Linked DNA regions of Mus musculus: region 1 is linked to region 2. Evidence: chromatin contacts called from public Micro-C data. All regions are on one chromosome and are shown on one strand. The core of a region is the stretch at or near the end of the contact, and the rest is flanking DNA. Distances in the headings are between cores, read along the strand shown.

The links. Hi-C and Micro-C count contacts between places; a contact is called where the count stands out from the background.
Region 1: a Micro-C map of the G1E-ER4 cell line shows a contact between it and region 2, with 5 times the contacts expected there. A contact is called at or near these places in 2 of 484 Hi-C or Micro-C datasets (both in the G1E-ER4 cell line) and 1 of 130 datasets of targeted methods (the G1E-ER4 cell line).

What each region holds. Positions count from the first base shown.
Region 1 is chr19:31,779,335-31,784,762 of GRCm38.p6, forward strand. No RefSeq gene overlaps it. Among named protein-coding and RNA genes, the nearest start is that of A1cf, 87 kb to the right of the region's middle.
Region 2 is chr19:31,334,203-31,339,899 of GRCm38.p6, forward strand. All of the region lies in intron 2 of Prkg1 (protein kinase, cGMP-dependent, type I), which reads right to left. Among named protein-coding and RNA genes, the nearest start is that of 8430431K14Rik, 120 kb to the left of the region's middle.

The DNA.
Region 1 (5,428 bases), core at 642-3,141, 440 kb after region 2:
ACTAAGATACAGGCCAGGAAATCTGAGCTCAAGTTGATGACCCACAGAATTATAAACATAATGGCTGTTGTTTTAAGCCATTTGGTTTGGGAGTGGTTTGTTATACAGCAGAAACTAATTGGCCATGTCCCCAGAGGCTGAATATTCATAATTTAAAATACAGCCAATGTTTTAAGTTGCTATGCCTAAGTAAAATACTAGTTTACTCATACGATATTATCATATATGATATGTCATATAAGAGCATTAAATAACTGATACAACTAATAAATTGAAGCCATTCCTATTTTGTTTCATCCCATAATGAACACTGGACAATAATATTGATGTATGAAGATAGAAGCCTCCAGAGAAAGAGTAACTCAAAAGCTTTTCCTTTTGTGTTTCAACTGGACAGTAGAGAATTTTTTTGTAGTATACACATTTATTCATTTATATACTTTTAAATTTAAGATGGGGTCTGTTTGATGTATCCCACTCTTGCCTCAAACTCAAACTCACTGTGTAGCTAATGATGACCTCAAATTTTTGACCCTTCTGCCACTGAATGCTGATATTACAGACTTGTGCCACCATGCCCAACTTTGTATGGTGCTTGGAACAAAAAGAAAGGCCTCATACCTGCAAGGCAAGCACAGTACCAGTGTAGCTATATCGCTGGTCCTCTGTACTATGTTTAAATATTCTAAATTCATCAGTAATTTTGATAATGGGAAGCAAGTACAGGCATGCCTTGTTGTGACAAACTTAATAATAAATTAGATTGACACTTGGAATATTTGCATCATAAAAGGTACACATTATTTACTTTGCATTGCTCATCTCTTTGCAGAGCTCAAAGCTACTTTCATTTCTTGACAACATTTAAACAATTGTCGTTCAAACCATGAAGCTGATATGTAAATACAGTGATGCATAATTTTCCTTCCTGAGAATATAGCCTGTTTTTAAGAGAGTAGCTAAAGATGTTCAAAAACCAACATACTTTCTTTCCCTTCCTTCCCTCTTCCTGTGTAACTCTACATGAACAGCAAGACAGGCCACTGAGAAAAGCAGTAGTTATCACAAGAACTAACAGCCAACAAGAAGGCTTATGACAAAGACTGCTGGCTGCGGTTTGTTCTCTCAGACCACACTATCTGGGGAGATATGGTATATGCAATGCAGTGGTCAGAACCTGAGCAGGAAAATGAATGTAGAATATGAGAGAGAGAGAGAGAGAGAGAGAGAGAGAGAGAGAGAGAGAGAGAGAGAGAGAGAGAGAGGGAGAGAGGGAGAGAGGGAGAGAGAGAGAGAGTTGCTCTAAAGAGATCCCTGTCCTAACACACCCAGTAGTCTATTATTTTTCTTCTTTTACTATTATAAGCATCTTGAGGAAAGTTCTTATGGTAGACCATTTGCAGAAGGTTCCATAATTATTCCCTTCCCATATCCATGCTTCATTGCCCTTTCCCATTGGCTTGGACAGAGCCATAGAAGCAAATGTGATACATGTGATATAAGCTGTGACTTGTGCGTCTGAGGCTTGACTTCTACATGTGAAACTCTTGTGTTCTCTCAAACTTCTAAAACATACCTTTAATATATCTTTCATAATTCTTCAGTGTTTGTTGTATGCTAGATATTTGCTAGCAATAAATGTAAATTGGGTTATCAAATTTAACTTTATAATCATCCTAAGAGAGGTGGCGTCTCCATTTCACAGACTTAGGAAGTGAATCTTTAGGAGGAGCTGTAACTTTCTCCAGGGTATTCTTTAGCTAGGTTAGGGAGTCAGTTTTTGAAGCCCAGACCTCTGTGACTGCAATAGCAATGTTCTTACCCATCAAGTACTGCACCTCCCACGTGTTCTTTCCTGTGTGTGTACAACGTTAGTGAAGGCAACAGGCTTAGAAACAGATCTGCTTATCAGCATCATAGCAGTCTGGTCTTGGGCAACTTGTTTATCCTCATTGGACTTCTGTAACACAGTTGGCTTTCAGGCTGCCAGAGAGATAAGGATGGCTTCTCAAAATAGTATAGTTAGATCAGGGTTTAACCAACTGATTATTCACAAAGGATGGACTTAGTGCAAGGGGGAGAGAGATAAGGATGGCTTCTCAAAATAGTATAGCTAGATCAGGGTTTAACCAACTGATTATTCACAAAGGATGGACTTAGTGCAAGGGAGACAGCACACACAGTGATAGACACTGAGCCCACAAAAGCCCACTATTACCACCCCTTAAGTGATGGGGATAGTAGGGAACTTAAGAGGGTCCTAGTCTAGACCAAGCAAAGCACAATGAAGGGTTGGGAAAGGCTTTACTCAGTTCCCATCCCTGTATATTTTCTCACCCTGATCTCCGGTTAGGTATGGCCAACAGGCAAACCTTCATAAGCCATAGGGAAGGAAGCCCTCTTGACAATTCTTGTGAGTCAGCCTACCGAGGCTGATGGTGGCTGATAAAAGGTTGAGAATGGAAGTAGAGAAGCAAATGTGTGATAGGTCACGTGCTGGAACAGCCATCTCTGCTTGCAGAATTTCACTAATGGTTCAACAAGCCAGTGAATGTCTTCAAATAATCTCCCATCAGTAAGTATTAAATACTATTATTTTAAGTAATTACCATTGTGTCCCAAGAATGGGGAATATGAATTGTACCCTAAGGGCAGTTAGCATCTAGCCATGCTCAGATGTCAAATGAGGAGAGCTCTCGGCAGGGAGCATAGCTCTAACTAAAGCTGAGGTTCACTCCAGTCTAGAAGAGCCTAGTCAACCGGGGCAAATGAGAGGTTTTGGTTGTTAAAGTAGATCCTCGGGTCTTGTCGACAAGCCATCATTCTAATGCGGGGAAAGTATCAGGTCCACAAAGGATTCATCAGTAACAAAACCTCTGTAGTCCAAAGGTGTGGACGGAATGGACTATGGTATTTTCCAGGGCAGCTCATCTCCTGCTTCAGTCCTCAAGGGCTTTGGGTTGGTCCATTCAAGAGTTGATGGCTCCATGATTCCATGATTGAGAGCACCTGTTGCTCTTGTAGAAGACCAGAGTTTGGTTCCCAGAACTCACACAATGGCTCACGACAATCAATAACTTTACTTCTAGGTGATCTCACAAACTCTTCTGACCTTTGCATGCACCAGGCATGCGCACGGTACACATAAACACATGCAAGCAAAACACTCAAGCACGTGAATACATCTAAAAACATTTTCAAATTGAATTCTGGTCTGAGTCTTATATGTTAAAGCCTGGGAAGGTGTAAGAAAAAAAAAAAAGAACAAAGCCTTGGAGGTGCTGAAGGCTCAAGAGCAACTAAAAGTGGCCAGAAGGAAGTTTTTCAGTCAGCAAGCCAGAGGCATAAGATTTATGGGAACTAAATAGTCACAAGGCATGGTTGTCATGAGGGCCTGAGAATCAAGATGGGCAGTGGAGAACTTCTAGGTTTTTCACTTCCAGGGGAGGTGAAGGTTGGTGTTCCAGCTTTGACAAGAAGGCCAAATTATCGATTATTCAGCCTTTTGTCCTTTTAACTGGATGAGGCCCACTTATATACTGGAGGGCAAGTTGGTTTACTTAGCCTAGAACTCAAGTGTTAATCTCAGCACACATGCACAGACATACACATACACACACACACACACACACACACACACACATAATATCTCACCACAAGTCTAGTGCCCCTTGATCCATATATGTTGGCATGTAGCTTTTGTATCATGATGGGCCCACCAATCAGACTAGGATGCCTGGCCAATAAGCTCCCAGAATCTTTCAAAGATGCCTCATTCAGGCTATCAGATCACCTGCCCCCATAGCTATAACTGAGACAAGCATTTGAGTGTGTCTTTAGGGCTTGCTACCTGCTCACTACTCTGCCTTTGATTTTTTTTTGGGGGGGGGGGCATTTTCTGTCATCTAAGCAGTTGTTTGTCTCTTGAGTTAAAGCAGATAAGAGATGAAACTTTAACAACTATCAGTTTGTGTTTGGAATCCATTCTGTCTCTGCCACTCTCTGTCTCTGTCTCTTTTGCTCTCATACATTCTCTCTCTCTCTCTCTCTCTCTCTCTCTCACACACACACACACACACACACACGCAGGTACACAAATGTGATAAGTGCAAATGCCTTTGTGTGTTCACATGTATAGAAATCAAAGATCACTCAGATGTCATTCTTCAGGGACTGTCCACCTTAGAGTTTAAAACTGGATCTCTCACAACAACCTAGGGCCCAGCAATCAGGTTAGGATGCCTAGCCAGTGAGTTCCAGAGCTCTTCCAGTCTCTGCTTCTCCACAACTGGGATTAGTGGCACATGCTACCATGCCCAGCTTTATCAAACTGGAATCCCAAGGTGTAGAGGCCAGCTTTGTGTGTCAACTTGACACAGGCTGGAGTTATCACCGAGAAAGGAGCTCCAGTTGGGGAAATGCCTCCATGAGATCCAGCTGTGGGGCATTTCCTCAATTAGTGATTAAGGGGGAAAGGCCCCTTGTGGGTGGGACCATCCCTGGGCTGGTAGTCTTGGGTTCTATAAGAGAACAGGCTGAGCAAGCCAGGGAAAGCAAGCCAGTAAAGAACATCCCTCCATGGCTTCTACATCAGCTCCTGCTTTCTGACCTGCTTGAGTTCCAGTCCTGCATCCATTGGTAATCAACAGCAATGTGGAAAGTGTAAGTTGAATTAACCCTTTCCTCCCCAACTGCCTCTTGATCATGATGTTTGTGCAGGAATAGAACCCCTGACTAAGACATGAGGCTTATGCAGCAAGCACTTTACATACAGAGCAAATTTTCCAGCCTTCTTAGCTATACTCTTCCATGGAATAGAATGGAAAGTTTATCATAGCTGGGTTTTGTGTGTGTGTGTATGTGTGAGAAATCTGCAATGAACTTTTATGAAAACCATTCCTTTATATCTAAAACAAAGGACTGTGATATCTCATGTTTTCATAGAATGTTTACTTTTTAAATAGATTTATTTCTTGGCATAACAAATGTCAGGAGAGTAGCAGCTGAATCAGACACCGTAATCCAGCACACTGTCTGGCGTACAGTGAATCCATGGCAAACACCTGATAGGTAAACAGAACAAAGTAGCCTCAGTTGACAAAGCGGGAAAGCAGACTTTTCGGTCACCCTTGGGATTTGCTCTTCATCCATCTCACATGTTTCAAGAACAGAGCAACCTAACAGGATTTTCTGCTCAGATGATGAAGCTTCCGACTGTCTAGCAACTCAGCCACAAGTATCAAGTGAACACTTGACGTATGTGCCTGCTGTGACTGAAGAAAGAAATTTTAATGCTATTTCACCGGTTTGAATTTCAATGTATATAATCCCAGCGGCTCATGACTGTCATGGAGATGTATGGTTCTAGGAAGATATCAGCCCCAGCTGCACACTTCAGTCACCTAGGGCTTTAGAAACATACCAAGCC
Region 2 (5,697 bases), core at 1,734-4,233:
GGGTAACATTTCCACATGCAAACAGAATTGGAGAATGGGATTCCGTTCTAGGGTTTCTCCTTGAAGAGTTGTGAAAGTGCTTGTAGAAGTGTACATAGTGATGTACAATGACATAGTGATGTACAATGACATAGTGATGTCCAATGACACCAGTGGTCAGGAAGATACAGAATCTAGGCTCTCCTATGGCCCTCAGTGGTTGTCACTGTCTTCTTTTATTGTGGCAACTCTACTAGCTGCTTTTGACTTTCTGTGGTTGCATTATGATGCAGTCTGTGGTTATGTATATGGCAGAGGGGCTTTCTCCCTCCCCAGCCAGTCCTTAGACATAGCAAGAGGCTCCCTTAGGGGCAGGACCTCATCTGCAAATGACAAAGTTTGTACTGTTACACTTGGAGTTTGTTAAGAGGCTTGAATGCTCTTGGCTGGATTTAGGGTACCCCTCACGCCCATTACAAGCTCACGTGTTGAGAGGTTGGGCTCCAGCTTGTGGGGCTATTGAGAGGTGATGGATCAGGAAGGCACTAACTTGACTAAGGGATTCATCCTTTGAAGAGTTCACCACTGAATGGATTGTAGAAGGCAAAGAAAACCATCACTGAGAGCATGCCTCTGGAAGGGATGTCTTGTCCTTTCACCTTTCCTGACCCACCCCCTGTGTGTGTGTGTGTGTGTGTGTGTGTGTGGTGTACCCTCATGAAACTGGGAGTCCAAATAGGCCTTTCCTCCCTGTGAATACTTTTCTCAGGTATTTTCCCCCATAGGAATAAAGAGCTGACTAATGAAAATGTGTAAATTAAGTTAATTACATCAAAATTATTATATTTGACTATATGATTGGAATTTTAACCTCCCTTCTTTCTTCTCATTCTTTTCTGGGGTCCCAACTCTGTTTAGTAGTTGGTATAGGCTTCAAAGTACCCTGAAGTCTGAAAGTGTTCAAGATCCACTCATTTGATCTTCATTTTAATTCTCTTCTTCAGGAAGAGTGATCTGTATCTATTTTAATGTTCACCGACTCTTCCTTCTGCCATCTTGAATCTACTCCCGAGATATTTTTTAGTGAAAACATCATGATATAATTCAAATACAGTAATTCTTATTTCTTTTGATAACTTCACGTTTCTTTTATAGTTTATATTTGACAAGTTATTGCTGCCATCTTTATTGTGGTGCTTTTAACATTTGTTTTCTTTTAATTATTTGATTATGTTTTGCCATCATGCTAGGCTGGCTTCAAACTCAACATTTGCCTAGCTTTCTCTCCCAAGTGTTAGATACCATGCCTACACTACCACAGATGGTCTACTGTTTTATTTAGACTCTTTTGTTAAGTCTTACTTACATCGAGGATGCTTAGAAAGAGTTCTATCAACATTTAACTTTTCCTCCTCCATGTGGATCATACATTTTTTTCCCTTACACGTGTCATGACCTTTCTTTGGATCCATGAAGGGTGGCAATGTTAAATCATGTAACAAGAGTCAGTCCTGATTTTCAGTGAAGAAACTGCATTTGTATGTTCTGTTGTTGACTATGATTTCTTTGGTGGCTTTCTTTGGTTAATTTAGTGATTTCTTCCTTAAAATATAAATGGTTCTATTTAGTCTTTACAAAATTCAATTTACCTTTTTACTCATTGTTGCTATGTAAGAATAGTCTAATGGTCAAGTAATTGATCAGGATTTATAGCCAAACATGATAGGCTATGAAGCTTGCACCTTCTGCAGAGACTCTCTTTAGGGCTAGGAAACATATTCAAAGTCCAGGCAGTTTACATTTCTCCCAACCTTAACAAATATTCTAGATGCTGTTGTGTATCTTTTCCATTTGGTATATAGATTCATGCTCAGCCAGGATGCATGGATAACAGAGACTCTCTATAGCTTCTACCTATATGTGTAAATTTGTATATGTATACAGACTTTAGTCCTACAGGGATATATGAGACTTTACCCAAGGCACACCCTAGAGCTGTCTTGCTCACTAGATTTCCCTGTTAGTAATTTTGGCCAATCTGCCATTCCTTTGGTCGTTGTAGCCAGGACCACAATGCCAAGATAGCTGCAGTGTTAGCTTTGTTTGTCACCAAGATTGATGTTCTGTCTGAAAATGTTCTGAGGCAAAGGGAGTTTTGCACTTCGTTTTTCAAATCAAATCAGGCCTCTCTAGCAACTAGATCCTGGCTTTCATGGTATGCTGTGTCCCCATGGAATTAATCCCCTTATAGTATCTGGAAAAGATGAGACCAACACAGGGATACATGCTACAGGGTCCTGCTGCTGCAACTGAAGGGTCAGTACTTTTAATAAAAGCCTCTCAAACTGTCATCTACCGTTAGGCAATTTCCAGATTCTCAATGTGGTAGTTCAGCCAAATATCTGGGCTCCTGCCAACCATGACAGACTTTGGAATAGAGCACTTGTTAAGTTCCTCACTCTCTATCCTAGAAATCTCGGTATCTCTTTTAAAAATACTTTCATCAGGAATTAGTGACACCATTAATATATTCAGCTTTCTAAGGAGCTAAACTTTTGCATCAAAATGAGCTGCTGGATCTAGGGATACGATGGACTCTTGGGGATTTCTTCAGGCTGACAGGAGTGAAGATGCTCTAAAAATTGCCCCAGTTAATGAGAATCTTCTACAAGTTTCAAAAAAGTAGGGAACAAAAGTGTGAATTTAAGCACTTTAAGGGTGCATGGGAAATGGAAGGCTATTCAAATTTAGTTCCAGCATCCATTTTCAATTTACTGACCCCTCCTATGGTGCAGGTGTCCTTAGTGGCTGTCTCTGCATCTACTGGGCTCTGCCTACCCACCGATGGAACTCTCCTCATCTTCAGTCTCCTCCACAGACTCCACCAACTCATAAATCCACTCACTCACCATCTATTTACTGTTTTCTCTTTATGCCTGTCTAACTCTTTCCCACCTGGTATCTGAGACATTCTTCGCACTGCTCACTCCGGCTCCTCAGGAAGGAGGGAATGATTAAGTCTCCTGTATGACAGCATTCTTTAAAATTTAATGTGCATATCAATCACCCCAGAATCTTTGTAAAATGAAAACTTTTGAGGCTGAAAGTCTGGGGGTAGATAGGAAGTCTCACAGGTGGCACTGATAACGCTCGGGGCGGGGGGGGGGGGGGGGGGCGGAGGGCGGGGAGACTCATACTTTTGGTAGCAAAGTGTTTACTCAACACCTAGAAGAGAATTTAGCATTTGCTACTGGTGCCCTTCCGGTTTCACGCTGCCGTTGGGTGCAGGGTTTTGCATTATAGTGGAGTGGTAGTTTGAGCCACAGGGCTCTATGGTATATAATGTGGCAATTTCTGCTTTAAGACAACCTCAGAGGGAACACCAGTGGTGGCAACAACTCTAAGCAGTGTGTCTGGAAGAATTGGAATGATTTTATTTTTGTTTACACTAAATGGCAAGTTTTTGGTTTTGCTGTTCTCCACATCTCCCCAAATAGCAGGATTTCCTGAGGAAGACTGTGGGCTATGTGGTATGTGGTTACCTTTCAGATAGATACATTACACATAGCTGTATGTTCACATTCTCTCTCTCTCTCTCTCTCTCTCTCTCTCTCTCTCTCTCTCCCCCAAACTCTCATTTCCATTTGCTTTTATTTTGCATCTTAACTTCCTATGAAAAAATTATAGATCAACAAATCCATTTATTCCTCGTTATAATATTATAATAACCATAGAGAAACACACAAGAATATCTTGAAATCCATAGCGCCTAACGATGAAACAGGAACACAGATGCACGTGAGCCAAGTGAGGTTTCACTCATGGCCAACGAACCAGAGAACAACCACAAGTTGAAGCAAGACAGGAAGAGATTAGTAAGAGTAACAGGAAATAGAGAACAGGGGAAGAAGGAGCTCAGGGGCTGACCTTCTAGAGGCTTCTTCACTCTTGTCTGCCGCCTGTTTTCCACCTTGCATTTTAATACTTACTTAGAATAAGAAAATACAAAATAAATCTCCTGACAGAGGATGATTAAGGTAGATAATACACACACACACATATGACGCCTTTCTTATTTGCATGGGCATTCATACCGGCATATTTGTCTTTTAGGAATGGAAATGGATTTGCGACCTCACCTCTATTTTGTCTATTTAATTGGTAATCAGATCTCTATGTTTTTTTAAGCTAATTAAATCAACTCCCTTGTATAATATTCGACACATACTCTCATGTCTATTCCTCTATCCATCTGAATGTCTGTCACTATGGTTCCTAATGACCTTTCATCTTTCAAATTGATTAGCTTCATAAGGACAGTCAATGATAGTCCACACATTGTACCACTGTGCAGAGAACAGAGCTTATTGTTATTCACCTGCACGTCCCTGGAGTCTAGTGTGGGGCTCAGCAACACACCTCACATAGCTGTGCGGCTCTGGCTCCTCAGCCTTTCATTCATTAATAAACAAAGAGCCTAGCCAAGATGATTCCCAGCTTTCTTTCCCATCCTCATTACCTTTAAAAGGAGGATTTATCTCGAAGGTTGAAGTAAATTGAGAATCATCCATTGAATCACTACCCACAAACACATCCAGCTGAAGTGACATTTTCCGTTGGCTTAGGGATGCAAGACTAGTCCACATGGTAAGCATTTCCTTTGAAACTTCAAAGCCAGAGAAGCACACACCCTGGCTATGTCCCTTGATCAGCAGGTATAAGGCTGGCATGTTTTCTTTTGAATCCAGGAAGTATTGGGAACCACACTGGGCCTGGCAGAGGCTGAAACTAGCTCAGGCCTGGTTGTAATCATTTACAGCTGCTTCCCAGTCTGTTGTCATCCTATCAGATTCTAATGAACCTCAAGCTAGGCCTACCTGCTGTGACTTCTGAAAGGGGTGGAGGCAGCAGGCTCTCTATTAGATCAGCCTCTGAGTTAGTAAATGGAAATATTGTTGCTGAAGTGCACCTATCACTTACCTAACAGTAACAACTAAGGCAAACCTCTCCCACCATGTCAACTGGCTTGATTACAGGGCACCATCGATCTCATTGAGATAGCTACAAAAGGCACCAGACAGCAGGGCTGTATTTTATTATTATTATTTTTTTTTTTTTTTGCGTATAACTTTGATTACAATAGTCTTAGGCTTGAGTGTAAGTTTTGTTTGTTTGTCTTTGTTTCTTTCCAAACTGGAGCAATTTAATTCAACACCATCTATAAGGGCAAAAATTAAAAAATATCTGAGTTTCAGGATACTTAAGAAAGTTGGGGAGCAGGGGGAGGGGATAGGGGATTTTCGGAGGGGAAACTAGGAAAGGGGATAACATTTGAAATGTAAATAAGGAAAATATCTAATAAAATTAAAATAAAAAAGAAATTAATATAATAAATCAAAGGAAAATGTCTAAACTTTCAGATGTAACCATAAATCCTCACACAATTACGGTAGTTAAACACCAAAGAAATTAACACCTATAAGATAGTTTTTCACAAATGCAAGAAGCACAGCATCTTAAAAATATATGGCATACAGCAGGTACCAGACAAAATGTTGATGAGAGAAAGAGAAAGGAGATGTAGAAGGAGGAAGAGAAGAGGAAAGAGAGGAAAGAAGGAAGGGAGGAGAGGAGGGAGGGGAGGGAGGGGAGGAAGGGGAGGGAGGGGAGGGAGGGAAGGAAGGAGGCAGCGAAGTCTGTTCAGTTATTTTAGAATAT